2 separate regions of the Sus scrofa genome follow, and region 2 is linked to region 1. The links are chromatin contacts, called in public Hi-C maps. All regions are on one chromosome and are shown on one strand. Each heading gives the region's core, a stretch centred on a gene start, on an enhancer-like site or on the middle of the called end of the contact. The rest is flanking DNA. Distances are from core to core; before and after follow the strand shown.

Region 1 (7,171 bases), core at 559-3,058:
AAGTCAGTTACAGAAGGAACAATGCCTGCTGGAAGGAATGAAGCTTGGTAGTAAATACATGCTCATCCTTTAAGCTTGAGGAGAGAAGTAAGTTCACGTTTCAAGGAGGGAGAACGTTGTTGTGGGCTCTGTGTTGGGAGGTGGCCAATTTTCTGGAATGGAATGTGTGGGGAATGAAAAAAGAATGAATAAGAATTGTTTTTCAAATAGGATCCTTGAACGTTATTGACAAGAGGGAAAAGATTGACTGGAGAGGGCTTGAAATGATTTGGGAAAACAATTGCTTTTTGAGGCTCAGTGACCAAGGCGAGGATTCCAACTTGAAAAACAAAACAAAACAAAATAAATGAAGTTGCAGATTTATTTTGCAACACTAGGGGGCGCCAAGGTCTCCGTTTTAATCCTGCATCCTGTATCCCTAACAAAGATTTGGTCTCTGCAATCTTACATTATTAATGTTTCTCAGATGGCTGAGGGGCTTGCTTCATCTGTTCTGTCTGACACTTATCTCAAGTCTGTCTGTAATTTCCTAATGTTCTCAGGATGTGCTCTGATAAAACCCTCCCCCTAACCCCAGTTAATAATAAAAATTTACAGATTATTCAAATACCTGAGTTTTTTTTAATACGTGTGCAGAGGAGTAAATAGGACCACGAGTCTATTAAAATGTAATTCAGAGTAGCCAGATGATGGACTGATATCATGTATACTGTACCTTTTTCTGATTTAATAAAAAAAAATACATTTATATCTAAAGGATCTTTTAATTTTCACCTTTTAAAGCAGGTCTCTCGTACTCCATGTCCGAGATGCCTTTTGCTTCCACAGCATAAACTCAATGCTCTTCCTCCATCGTGTCTTCTCTCCCAGATGCTCCCAGGTATCCTTGTCCGTGGGCACATGCACACAGCAGTGGGTTCACGTGTGTATTTTCATACACAAGCGCACACGTGTGTAAATACTGTCATGGTGATGCTGCCTAGAGCAGAGCCTGAGACAGGCATTCAGATGCACCTGATGGGCTGAAGGAGGGGTCCTGGGGAAAGGGGGACAAAAAGGACAGGGCAGGGATTGGTCTCAGCTGGAATTTCATCCCGATCTCCCAGGGGCATGAATTGCGCCATAACGCTGTTCTACCTACAGGCGAGCTGGCTGGCTTTGGACGCTTGTGGGTGATTCCTGGGCCGCCCTGGGAGGTGGAGGGACAGGCCAGCTGCTCCCATTGAGCTGAGAAGCTGGGATCCCTTAGCAGCTGGAAGATGAGGCACTCAGCAGGGTCCACTCCAGACACACACATAGAGACCCAGACATGCGTTTATGCCCACATAGGCACATATTCATCCTTGTATATTTACCTCCATACAGGAGTAGGGAGATGCAGGCACACGCTGCTAGTCATACACATACAAATAGACATGTGTAACTGGCACAGACCCACACACGCACACTGGCTCAGATGAATCCATCACGTGTGCAGTCCATCACGCACTGAGGAGAAATGACACTGACAAATCGGTACCCTAGGTCACTCACACCATGGCTTAGGCAAAAAGGCCTTTGGAAAATACGTTCAGGACAAAAATGATCTCTTTCTAAAAACAGATTGGGGAGGGGAGGCTCTCTGCTCCCGGGACCCACCAGCTCCCAGCGTGGACTGGCTGATGCTCAGCTTCAAATAAAGACCAGAGGTCTTTTCCTCGCACCTGGCTTAGCTTTATGGGTCCTCCTGCCTGAACCTGGAGAGTCCTCAGTGTCTGTGACTCACCCAGCTGAGAATGACCTCATGCTGCTTCATGTCTGAATGCTTAACTTGGCTCAAAGCAGGAAGAAGCCCTTTGGGGAAGCCCTGGATGGGGGGTGACGTTCCCTCCACCTTTGCCCTCAGAGAGCTTGGGATGATTCAAGGCAAACAGGCAGCTGGTTACTGCTTTGTCTCTAAACACCAGGGGGGGTGCCTGGTATGACCTTTGAGCCCCGGGCCATACCAGTCCTTTGAGAAGGGTGACAGTATTATTGGCAAGTTTCACCTCACTGGACACGGGGGGTGGTTTTTGCCCTGATGAGAAATGTCCCCAGGAGGGACTTAGTCACCAATTCAGGAGCCCTCCCACTCCCTCCCACCCCGGAAAAACTTTTTTTAACTTTTAAAAAGAAGTTCTCTGCTGAGAATCTTGTTGCAAAGCAAGCCAGCAGTTTCTGTAACTGGTTTCCTATCCTCCTGGCCAAAAAAAGAGAATGCTCTTTTAATACAATTGCTTGGGTTTTTTTTAAGACAAGAAAATTTAAGCCAGAGAGGACTGAAAAAAAAAAAAAAAAAAAAGGCTTGGGAGGGAGCGGAGTTCTAAAGCCAATTGTAGCCTAAGAAGCAGATTAAACTCCATTTTTGAGTTTTGTGGGGTTTGTTTTTTGCATCAAGAGTCCAGACCTGATGCATTTACAAAAAAAAAAAAAAAAATACTGATGTCCATGCCTCCCGCTGAACTAGTGTGAAAAGGGGGACAGGCGCTCCCCAAATGAGTTCAGGACTGAAGTTCCTCAAAATGCAGAGTCAGGACTGCCATGTGGACAGCAAGAGCTCCCACAGTAAGATGCGGAGAACACGCTGAAGCTGAAGGGGAGATTAAGACCGAGAGCAGGGGGCAGAGGTGCTTTGCAAGAACGGCCATCCTCATGACGTTATTTACGGATTTATTTTTAGGTGCACAGGGAAGCGTGTCTTCTCCAGTGTCAAGAAGAAGTGGCCTTTCCAAGAACTGGGCTTTTGAGCTGAAACAGCTGCCATCGGAGGAGGGGGGAAAAAAACCCTCAAATTCCGCTTTCCAGTTCCAGCTAACGGTGACCTTTTGACGGATACCCAATAGAAGAATTCATTCAGAAGCACCGTGGTTGTTCTCAGCAGCCCCCGAGGTCCCCCAGGCTTCATCTTCTGGGGGAAGGGGGATCCTTAGTACCCAAAGAAAGGCCCAAGGGGGAAGGAAAAGAGAAAAAAGTGAAGTTTGGGTGGTTTTGTGTAGCCCCCTGCCTTTTAAACCAATTACCCATGATTTAAACACACACACACACACACAGACCCTTCAGTTGAATGGTTGTTTGTTTGCAAACAGATGCCCTGGGGTCCCATTAAATTAGATTCGAAGGGGCTAGAACCTGTGTCCAGCTGGCTCCTTTGCCAGCTGCCTGGAAGGGAGCAGACTTAACAGGTATCATTTCTTCTGCCGGATAGTCCCAAATTGATCTTAAGCCTTACAAAATAACCACAGCCGGCCTCCCTCCCTTCAAGAGAAGGAAAGGAAAATGGTTTCCATTATTCACTCAGCCAAGCTGCAAACGCAGGGCACGTGTTTGCAGAAATACAAGAGGATTCTTAGCAGCTTTTAACCATCCTCCCCGTGCTCCTTCTGAAGCAGCCTTTTAAAAAGGCACTTTGCACGGGGAGCGGCATCAACTCCTCTGTGGTCTAGAGCGCGTTCCCTCTATCCCTGGAAATAAAGTAGCCCCAGCCCACTGGAAAATTACGGGCTCCATTAGGAAGAAAAGAAATTACTTAGAGAGCAGCAAATTTGGTTAAATTTGTAATTCAGATCTTTAGCACGGGCAGGAATGCCGGTCAGAATCCAGCCCTTTGCATAAATTGGTTTTCTGGTGCGTTTAACTCGTTCGCCTCTGCCTCCCTCCCCCAGAAAGCTGCTCATGGGAGGCTCTCCATCCCCTGGGCCTTTAACCAGCCCGTGAATGGGTAGCAACCCATGCGAATTCATAGAGATAAGGATAATAATAACGATGATGATGACATATTACCACACTGCACAGTTTGTAGAATGCTTTTTGAATACACGACCTAATTTACAGCTGTCTGCCCCTAACTGAACTTAATTGCCTCCTTTTTTACATTGAATTATGAGGGGGCAGGTGTGCACCTGTAGGGCCTCCCCCCCCCCAAAGGCGCAGGGGAGACAAAATGGCCCCCAGCTGTGTTTCGGGCAAAGGGTGCTCACTGGTCACGTGACTTGTTCTCCTCGAGGGACTTTGCATTTAAATCTGGCCACAGGGGGGCGATCTAGGACCTAGGGTCCCACAGTCTCCATCTAGCCTGGCTCCTGGTCCCTGACTGACTGCCTAACCAGGAGGGCGGGCTGAAGCAACTCTTAAGAAGGTGTCCGTGGACGAACGTCTAGAAAGCCGTCAAGTTTTATGAAGAGAGCTAGAATCAGAGGGCCAAACCCGGTGAGTCAACTGCCCAGTCCGCCCAGACAAAGATAAGGCGGGTTGGTACGTTGGTTTTTCCATTCTTATCAGCTCAGTCTTGGAAGAAGCTTAAGGAAGGATAGTGTGATTGCAAACCGTTTAAGTTGGTGTCATGGCCAAGGATGTAAGTCCCCCTCACCAGCCCATCATGCCCCACAAAGCAGCCTTCCCTCTCCAGTCGCCACAGCCAACTAAAGGAGAGGCCGAGTGATTTCTCCTGTCAGTTTCTACCTGAAACAGGAGGACACAAGTTGCGCCTCTTAATCCTCCTGCTTTGCAGAGTTGCTGTGTGTGTGGCGTAAGATGGAGCATGCCAACCCTTCAATACAGCGGCTGGTGTGTAGCCAACAGTATATGAGGGCTATACGAAATTTGAGCACCAAGTCCCTGAAAACTCCTACTCAGACTGGCTAATGATAATTATAACAACAGCACAGATATTTATCATTTCGTGTAACAGGTGTTTTGTCACAGCCTGGCTCTGATTCCGGGGACTCTGCTCTGCTATGTCCCATGAACTGACCTCATCCTAAAACCACGGCCAACTGATGGTGGCAGTGCCAGGCCGGGGAATTACAGGAGTACCGCCATTGCTTTTGATTTGTCATTTTGGTGAAATTGATCTTGAGAAGGCACCTACGATGATGCACTAAACAGTAAAGCAATCATTAATACCAGGGTTTTTTTACATTTTATGGCTGCACCCACAGCAAATGGAGTTTCCCAGGCCAGAAATTGAATCTGAGCCACAGCTGCCACCTATGCTGCAGCTGTGGCAATGCTGGATCCTTTTAAACCACTGTGCCTGGCCAGGATGGAACCCCAGCCTCCGCAGCGACCCAAGCCACTGGAGTTGGATTCTTAACCCACTGTACCAGGGTGGGAACTCCAATACCAGTATTTTTAAAGTTAGCCATTCCCCAAAGCAACCACACCCCTTGGATTCAAACAGATGGGACCTGAGCAGTTATGCCTGCCCTCCCCACCCCAGGGCCATTAGACCGTGAGCTCATCTCATCAACAGCAGGGACTTTGTCACTGCTCTATTGTTAATGTCTAGCACAATGCCTCGGCATAGTAGACACTCAGTCAATAGCTAGTGAATGGACACATTGATAGATAAATATCCTAGGGCCTCACCCATTGGGAAGTGGGTTGCCTTACACTCTAGCATGAGTTTACTTCAGCTCCAAATGGGTGATCACGCTAATCGGACGTCTTCCCTTCTCATGTGCCCAGCCCAGTGGTCTTCCGAGTATGGTCCCACCACAATCAGCATCAGCATCACCTGAAGACCAATTAGAAACACAAAATCTTAAGCCCCACTCCAGGCCTAGGGGTCAAAAATGCCAGGGGTGAAGCCCAGCTATGTGTGTTTTAGCAAGCCCTCCAGGTGGCTCTGATGCAGAAAAAAATGAAAACCAGTCATCTAGGTTGAACTGTTCCTTCACTGAGTGTCAACTAAAAAAGACCAATCTGGAAGATGCAAAGAAATAGCAGCTCACACTGGACTTTAGGCCAGGAATTGTGCTTCACACGAATTCCTTGTTTACTGCCCACTTTACAGATGAGGAAACCAAGGCTCAGAGGGGAGGACACACTTTGCCCGAGGACACACAGTTGCGAGCCAAGGTCGAAACCCAACCTCAGCTCTTAAAGGCATGTTTTCATGTCTATGATAGAGACGGGCGGGCCAAAAGACAATCCTAAAATAATGTAAGATCCGTGAATGCAGGGCATCGAGGAGCTCAGAGGAAAGCTCGGCCGCAAGACTACGGGGGATGAGGTTGGCCGTCTGAGGAGGTCATAGATTAGCTAAATCCAAAAGAATGGCCCAATGGGCTTCCAGTAGAACAGAAGTGCAATGGCCCAGAGTCTACAGAGAGAAAGGCAAGTAGTGGAGTGAGTCTGCAGGGAGGGCAGAGAAGATGTTGAGGCTGGAGAGAAGGCGTGGATCAGATCAAGGACATGTAGGAAGGAGCCCAGAGTAAGTTTAAACTTTCTCCTGAGGGCAGTAGGGAGCCATGGGAGAGATCTGAGCAAGAGGGTGATCAGATTGGTATTTTGTTTGTAGGTAGAATCTAATGCAACCTCAATTCAACTGATATTCAATTCAACTGATATTCAATTCAACTAATATTCAACTCAACTAACTGAACTAATTCAACTCATAGTCATTGAGTGACCTGAACTATTTCCTGGATATCAGGAAGTATAATCATTTGATTTGTAAGCCTCTTTGATGAGAATAAAAAAAATATTCATTTAGATAAAATCTTTATTGGCTTTGGTCCTTAAAAGGATGCTCAGGAATTCTTTGTAGCACAGTGGGTAAAGGATCCAGCATGGTCCCTCTACTGGTTTGGATCACTACTGTGGCGTGGGTTTGATCCCTGGTCCAGGAACTTCCACATGCCTCAAGTTCAGCCAAAAAGAAAAAAAATAAAGGATGCATAAATGTTTATGTCCAAGGGTCATCAATGCAAATTTGAATCTGGCCCCACAGTCCATCCAGATCACCCACACCTGTGACCTAGCCTGTGTGATCTTAGCTTACTTCACCTTAGTTTGTTCCTCAGCAGAATGGGAAGAATTTAGTTGCCGAGAAGGGTAAATAAGACCACACCTTTATAGCTTGTTGGCACGGTGCCCAGAGAATAAGTGCTCCGTAAGCATTATTCATGAGGATGCAGGTCCCATCTGCTCAAGGTAGGATGGAAGTCTTCCGGTTCAAGGGCTCAAAGCCCGCCTAGTCTTTGGGACACCCTTAAGCTGTGTCCCTGTAACCATGGAAAAGATAGAGGAGGGAGGAGAAAAGGAAAAAAAATGTTGATTTTTTTTTTTTCCCCTGTGTCCATACCATTTTGAAATAAAGTGGAATTTGAGGGGCAGGAGGGACTCAGGTCTGCCTTTGACTTTCCTTGGT
Region 2 (6,702 bases), core at 4,142-6,641, 68 kb before region 1:
ACTAAGCAAGGTTTTCAGCTCCAGCACTACAATTTTCATGAACTTTATAAATTAACACTAAGAAACGTTTGATATGCAACATTTATAGTAGCGGAGCTGACATGCAAGTGTTAGGAGCCTGAATGGTTTGGGAAGGAGTTTAAATTCTACCACTTACTAGCTGTGTGGCAGAGTCTGATTATAACAGCTGCCCCTGCTTTTAATAATTTGTTATTCCTAGGCTGTGTAGTAGGCATTTCACATACCTTATCTGCTATAACAACAGGGTAGATATTTTTAGGGCCATGTAACCAATGAGGAAACAGGTGCTCAGAGAAGTTAAGTTACTTGCTCAAGGCCACACAGCTAAATGAATGGCAGAACTGGAATCGAGATCTAGCAGTCACCCAAGCCTGTTACACTTAGTTCAAAACCTTGTGTTTCCCTCCAGAAAAGGAAGATGCCTACCTAGAGGCTATAGCAAGGATGGAGATGATACGGAAAGTCAATAGTAATGATCTAAACAAAAGAGTGTATGTTTTAAATTGTCAGAAAATTAGAAAATAAAGAATTACGAAATAGGTCAAATGGTCTTCCAGCATGACGGAGTGCATATAGTATACCATCTAGGGTGCCTTTGGCTGCAAATTAAAAAAAAAAAAAAGCTTCTCAATCAATAGTGGCTTCCTTAATGAGGAGAACATACTATTTCTTGTGAAGAATAAGAATTCTAGATTCAGTGGTTTAATCTGGTTCAGCATATTCATGGCCCCCGCATATATCTGTCTCCAGTACCCTCTGTGTTTCATCTTGGTTCACAGGCTTGTGGTTTTTCTTTTCTTTTATTTCTTTGTGTGTGTGTGTGGGGGGGGTATAGTTGGTGTACAATATTATGTAAGTTGTAGGTGTACAGCCGTGATTCACAAGTTTTGAAGGTTATATTCCATTTACAGTTACTATAAAATATTGGCTTAGTGGTTTTAAAAAGGTTGCTGTACTCCAAGCAGTGCATATAGTCATAATGTCCTATTAAATGAAATAGGAGTTTCCTAAAATTTACTCATTGGTGAAACTGAGTCACATGTCTGGGTAGGGGTACAAGGGGGAAGAGGGGTTGGAAAGTTCTGCCAGCAAAGATGATAAGGCACAGGTAGAAACCAGATACATTATTTCCTATCCAACTTTATGTTAGGAAATCATTAAGTGAGTGGCTAGTAAAGGCTACTATGATATCCCCTTATGGTAATTTATTTAAATACATTCATGGCACTAGCTCTTAAACTTAACTATGACACACAGTAAGAAATATATTTTACAGCTTGACCTGATCTGTAGGCATATACATGAGACAAAGTATCCACAAGATGATGCTATTCTTACAGCATGTAACATAGGCTGGTATTTTCTATTCTTTCTAGTCTATTTTGTTTGATGGCTTTTATTTTTATTTTGTTTTTGTTTTTTTTCGGCTGCACCCACGGCATCTAGAAGTTCCAGGGCTAGGGACTGAATACAAAGCCACAGCTGCAACCTACGCCACAGCTGTGGAAATGGCAGATCCTTAACCCACTGCAGGGGGCCAGGGATTGAACCCAAGCTGCCGCAGAGACAATGCCAGATCCTTAACCTGCTGCACTACAGCAGGAACTCCTGTTGGATGGTCTTAAATGCTAGTTTTGCCCCAGGAATTATGTTCCAATCCATTCATAGTCATAATCTGAAGTTTGAAAAATTCTTTTCTGCCGTCATCACGCTTTTCAGATTTGCAACAGTGATCTTGAGGGATGTGACTGTTTCTTATGAAAGTGGGCATTCCCAGGGCACACTGCCCGTCACACCTTGGCATGCGGTAATGTTTGTCAGATAAACCTAACAAGAATAAAGATGGTACACTTCATGTTACAATTTTTCAAAGAATGTTAGAATATATCGTTGCAATTTCATTATCAGCTCTGCCTGATGCAACTTTAAAAAAATGATCTTAAAAAATATATACACTATAGATGCCTTCACTTAGATAAACTACGTACAACCATGTATCTCTACTATTTATTTGGTATTTTTCAGTCTTTAACATATCATAGTGTTAAACATCATGGTTGAATATCAAGTGAATTGTGTTTTGCAATGAATTTGCAAAATATATTTTGGGTTTATTTCCCTTTGGTGACATCCACTCTGATTCTCTCCTTCCAAGATGATAATAATAGCCCTGATTTATTGAGTGTTTACTAACCCACAGAGAGATGAAGTAATTTGCCTGAGATCACCTGGGGAGAAAGTAGCCGAGCTGGTATTTATTGCCTACACACTTAGCCACTGAGCCTATGAATTCAAAAAAGAGGGAACACTCAGTGCCTTTTGAAACATATCTTTTTAAAATTCCTGAAGCTAGAAGTTTAAATTTCCCAAACTGATGTTCTGTGGACTCATCAGAACAAGAAGATCATCCTTGTAACAGGGCTTCACCATCAAAAGCTTTGGAAAATAGTGCTTGCTTTATACGCTCTCCTAAAGATTCACGGTGGTCATTAAAGGCTCTGAGAAGTCCTGTTTCTCAGACTTATTTATTCACACAACTATCAGCCATCTAACCAATTGGGTGTATCTTCCAAGGAATTGTTCTTCTAGGAAATGCCAAGCTGGGCATGTAAACCAAAATTGGACCATGGCATTTTGTAAGATGCAGAAGGCCACCGACAGGTTTTATTTGACCTGCACAGTGTTTTAAATAATATTTGAATTAACTGATAACGTTTTGAAATTGACACATTTGACAGTATTTTTTAATTAGGAGATTTCAGTAGAATCCCATGTTTCAAACATTTCTGAAAACATGGGAAATTTCACCCTGTATTCCCAGCTGGGAGTGAGCTGTGACTGCCCTCGAGGTGGGGCTTTCGCTCCCCAGTTTACCCAAGTCCCCACCCCTCCTTATTGTTTCCAATAGTACAGCATGTGAGTTGTCCTTCATTATAACACTTGCCTTGTTATTTTCTTGCGGCAGAGTTGACAGTAAAATAAAAATTTCTATCAGAAACCACTTTTCATCCTTCATAACATGTAAGACAGTTTGAAGTAGTTTAGGTGACCATGTGGTTAATACACTGTAAATCTAGCCTGAGAGTCCAATTTGATGCCAAGTGTTGAACAATGAATAGGAGGCGTCCATGCTTTTATTTATTCATTCAACAAACATCTGAATGCTTTCTTTGGGCCAGGAATGATTGTAGGATGGCTACAATGATGTACCTCACAGGTCCCATCATGGAAAGTACGTGATGTACTTTCATTCTATGGAGACAGCAGCAATAAACCAGAAAATAAATAAAAAAGCAAATAGTTCCAGGGTATAAAAAGGGCTACAAGTGAAATAAACAAAGTTCAGAGATGGAAAGGAGAGGAGAGAGGAGGGTGATAATGAGGATTGGATAGAGGGTAGGGTCAGAAAGGAGTTTGGGCTCATCTAACAATTCAGGGGAAAGCATGTGGCTTTTTTCTTTTTCTGCACAAGGCCAAAGGATTCTTAGAAAATCTGCAACCTAATTTTGGCAGCATTCAAAACAGTTTTCTCACTGTTGGGAAGTGTTTGTTAAACAGATGACAAACTTGTTCTAGGCTATGGGTTATTTGCTTTTGTATTTTGAAGTAGGTTTTTGGTTTTTGTTTGTTTGTTTGTTTAGGTTGGATATTTTTTCCTCTAATAAATGTAACATGTCATTATCAGTCTGGAGGTTGTACATGTTGGAACTAATCATAGGACAGAAGAATCTATCACAAATAGATTCCTTTTTTTGTCCTGTGTGACCTGGGACCCACTCCTTGCCCACAGCAAATGTGTTTTTCTGTTTTATATCATATGTAGTGAACTTTATTTAAGAAGGTGCCAACTCTTGTGCCCTCAGGAATATCCCCAAAGTAATTACTGCTGCCAAAAAAAGAAGCAAGAAAAGAACATTTTATTGCTTAATTCTCTCCCCACATTGCACTTGCCACTGGAAATCAAGTTGACAAATTCACTTACCCCTCAAGTGGAGGAGTTGCTGAGAGAGAAAATGGAAAACCTTTATTTATAGGAAGAAGGTGTGAATTGCTTTCTCTGATAGATTTCTTACCACCCTCCCTGTATGACTCCAATGAACAACTGGTTTATTTAATCTTGTAAAGATAACATCTCTGCATCAGTCAATATCATGGGTTAATCAGGCTGTACCGTATAAAGGTGCTACGTTACACTTCTGCTGCCAAGATAGGAAAGGAGTTTTTAATGCCCTGAGGTTATGTCTACAGAGTATTGAAATAGGTGGGGAACTTATGATTTATAATAAAGAGCATCATGCTGGATTATTGGTCCAACCTAGCTTGAGTCAATTAGCATAAGCAGCTATAGGTTGAAAGATGTTGCCTCTCTCTTCCCTAAAAGAGTGGAGTATTTTTAGCCCTGAGTCCTGCAGATTTCCCCTCTTAGAAAAGATGCCAGAGGACAGTGAAAATCTAGATTTCTCCTGTCTATATTTGATGTTATTTTTACTGCCCTCTGAAGTGCCTGATAATTTCTTAATCAACTACCTGAATCACTAGGAAGTTTATTTCTCCTGTGGCACTTTGGCAGTACACACATTCAAAGTCTTCAAGCAAGTAATTTGAGCAATTTGACATCTAGGAATTTATTGAGAAAATGAGCAACATTTTCTCTATAATTTGTTTTTTTTTTTTTTTAAAGCCCAGCAATGTCTGTAAGAGAAAAGTTGGGAAGGTCTGAAAGATCCACTTGGAGGATTTTGGTACTGATTCTGATTTCTATATTCTCCATCATAAATAAGGAAACAGAATTATTGACATGTGGGGACAGTTGCAATACAATGTTAAATGAGAAAAGCGGGTTTCAAAATGGTGTATACAGGGAGTTCCCTGGTAGCTCTGTGGATTAAGGATCCAGTGTTGTCACTGCTCTGACTCTGGTTACGGCCATGGTGTGGATTCCATCCCTGGCCTGGGAACTTCTTCGTGTGGTGGATGTGGAAAAAAAAAACAACCAGAAAACCTGTATACAGAAAGATCCCTTTTGGGTAAAAATCATGTTTTCCTTGCCTGCCCACTCATGTTCCTTCTTCCCCCTAAAGAGGGGTGTGGATTGAAAAACTGCAAATTGTTAGTGGTAGTTCTTTTCCATAATAGGATAATGAGTGCGTTTTATGTTTTTACTCTTTGCTTATCCAAATTGTCTCTTTTTTATAAATGAGGCAAATACGGTGTGCTGCCCAGGTAAAAGGAAAATACTACCAACGAAGTAATTTCCAGATTTCTCCACTAGATAGCGCTATAAAGCTTGCGGCTGCCTGGGTTGTTTTAGAAACCACAATCCCTAATAAGAGGTTTTCACTTGCGATAATTCTGGCACTGTGCAATACAGAGCTTGCGTGGCAATTTCTTGTTCAGCTCTAACACTGACTTTTAACACGTATAGCTAGTGTGTATTTTGGAAAGAGCAATTTTGTCGTGGATGGCCCATTTCCAACGTCCTTTCATAATTGGCGTTTCTTACAGTTGTGCTGCTTGAGTTCTTTCCCTGTTTTTGTCATGGGCTTACAAGATGTGAATGCGTTTTTCTCCATTGATGTGAATTGGGCAGCAATAGTGAGAAAAAATAAAAATACAAAATTAGCTATGGGAATAGAACCTCCCTTTGGTGGCTCTGAGCTTTGTAATAAAAGTTAAGAAAAAAAAAAAAAAAATCCCAGAGTGCTTTGGAAGTGTTCAAGTCCCACAAAACATGTTTAGTGGACTTTTCGTCTTAGATTCTCTCCTGCTTGTTTAATTAATTTGCCTTCCCGTCTAGGAAAACTGGAGGATAAATTTTTACCTTTTGGAATTAACCATACCCCATTTTTCATTCTGAATCTGACCATGGGTGCATGCAGGTGACCGTTTCTTTAGAAGAAGAGGAAAAGTAAAGGCTTGATGTTTGTCTGGAGACCATTGTTGCTGAGCAAATGATGCCCTTGGCGCTGCTGGGGCAACTAGGTGGGAGAGGAAACTGAGTGCTTGCTTTTATCCCAGACAGCATGTGGCTCAAATTTCTAACAGATGGAAAAGCCTGGAGGAATGGGTTTCTGTAGCAGTCACCTTTTTTTCAGACAAATTTTCCAGTGTTAAGCTGCACATTAGGCACTGATTCTTGGTACGAAGATTCCAAATGAAACCAGTGAAGTCCAATCGACGGGGGCATCTGGGTGTGGTGATATTCATCATGGTTCCAGACAAGGCTTTTTTAAAGCCTTGATCCTTCTGCCTTGGCTTCTGTTTTTACTTAGACAACGTAGACCCTGCTTCAAGGAGGACAAAATCCAATCAACAATTTACAGTGGTAGGAAGGTGCCAGAAATTCCATGCAGGTTTTATTATAAATTATCAAATGATGGTAAGGTGGCACAATTTTTTCGACATGACAAATTGTGATCACTTAACTAGTGTTCCTGCCTGTTTGCCCCTTGAAGCCAACAGAAAGGAAAAGTGGAGCTTTCTTCCTCCGTACAGATGAAAAGCAAGCTGACACCACAGACTCCTGTTTGCTTAAAGTTTCCAGATATTTCCTGGAGAACATCTGTGTTTCTGTCTAAAATTTCTGCTGGCTGAAAATGATCTGGAGGCCTGATGAGAATAGCAAAGATGTATTTGTAGTTAAGGGCAAAGATCCTACAAACAACCCAGTGTTGAAGGCAC

What was found. Hi-C and Micro-C count contacts between places; a contact is called where the count stands out from the background.
Region 2: a Hi-C map of skeletal muscle shows a contact between it and region 1, with 2.3 times the contacts expected there. The contact joins two enhancer-like sites. A contact is called at or near these places in 7 of 47 Hi-C or Micro-C datasets (alveolar macrophages, brain, embryonic fibroblasts and 2 more) and 1 of 2 datasets of contacts at active chromatin or transcription factors (skeletal muscle).

What each region holds. Positions count from the first base shown.
Region 1 is chr17:54,914,293-54,921,463 of Sscrofa11.1, reverse strand. It overlaps a transcript of BCAS1 not described here. Among named protein-coding and RNA genes, the nearest start is that of BCAS1, 110 kb to the left of the region's middle. Within about 2 kb of position 1,808, at least 32 of the 83 cell types and tissues checked have an H3K27ac peak or open chromatin away from gene starts, as enhancers often do. A contact at or near this core is called in skeletal muscle, where this site is marked.
Region 2 is chr17:54,986,095-54,992,796 of Sscrofa11.1, reverse strand. The region is part of intron 3 of BCAS1 (breast carcinoma amplified sequence 1); the gene reads left to right. Among named protein-coding and RNA genes, the nearest start is that of BCAS1, 39 kb to the left of the region's middle. Within about 2 kb of position 5,391, at least 5 of the 83 cell types and tissues checked have an H3K27ac peak or open chromatin away from gene starts, as enhancers often do. A contact at or near this core is called in skeletal muscle, where this site is marked.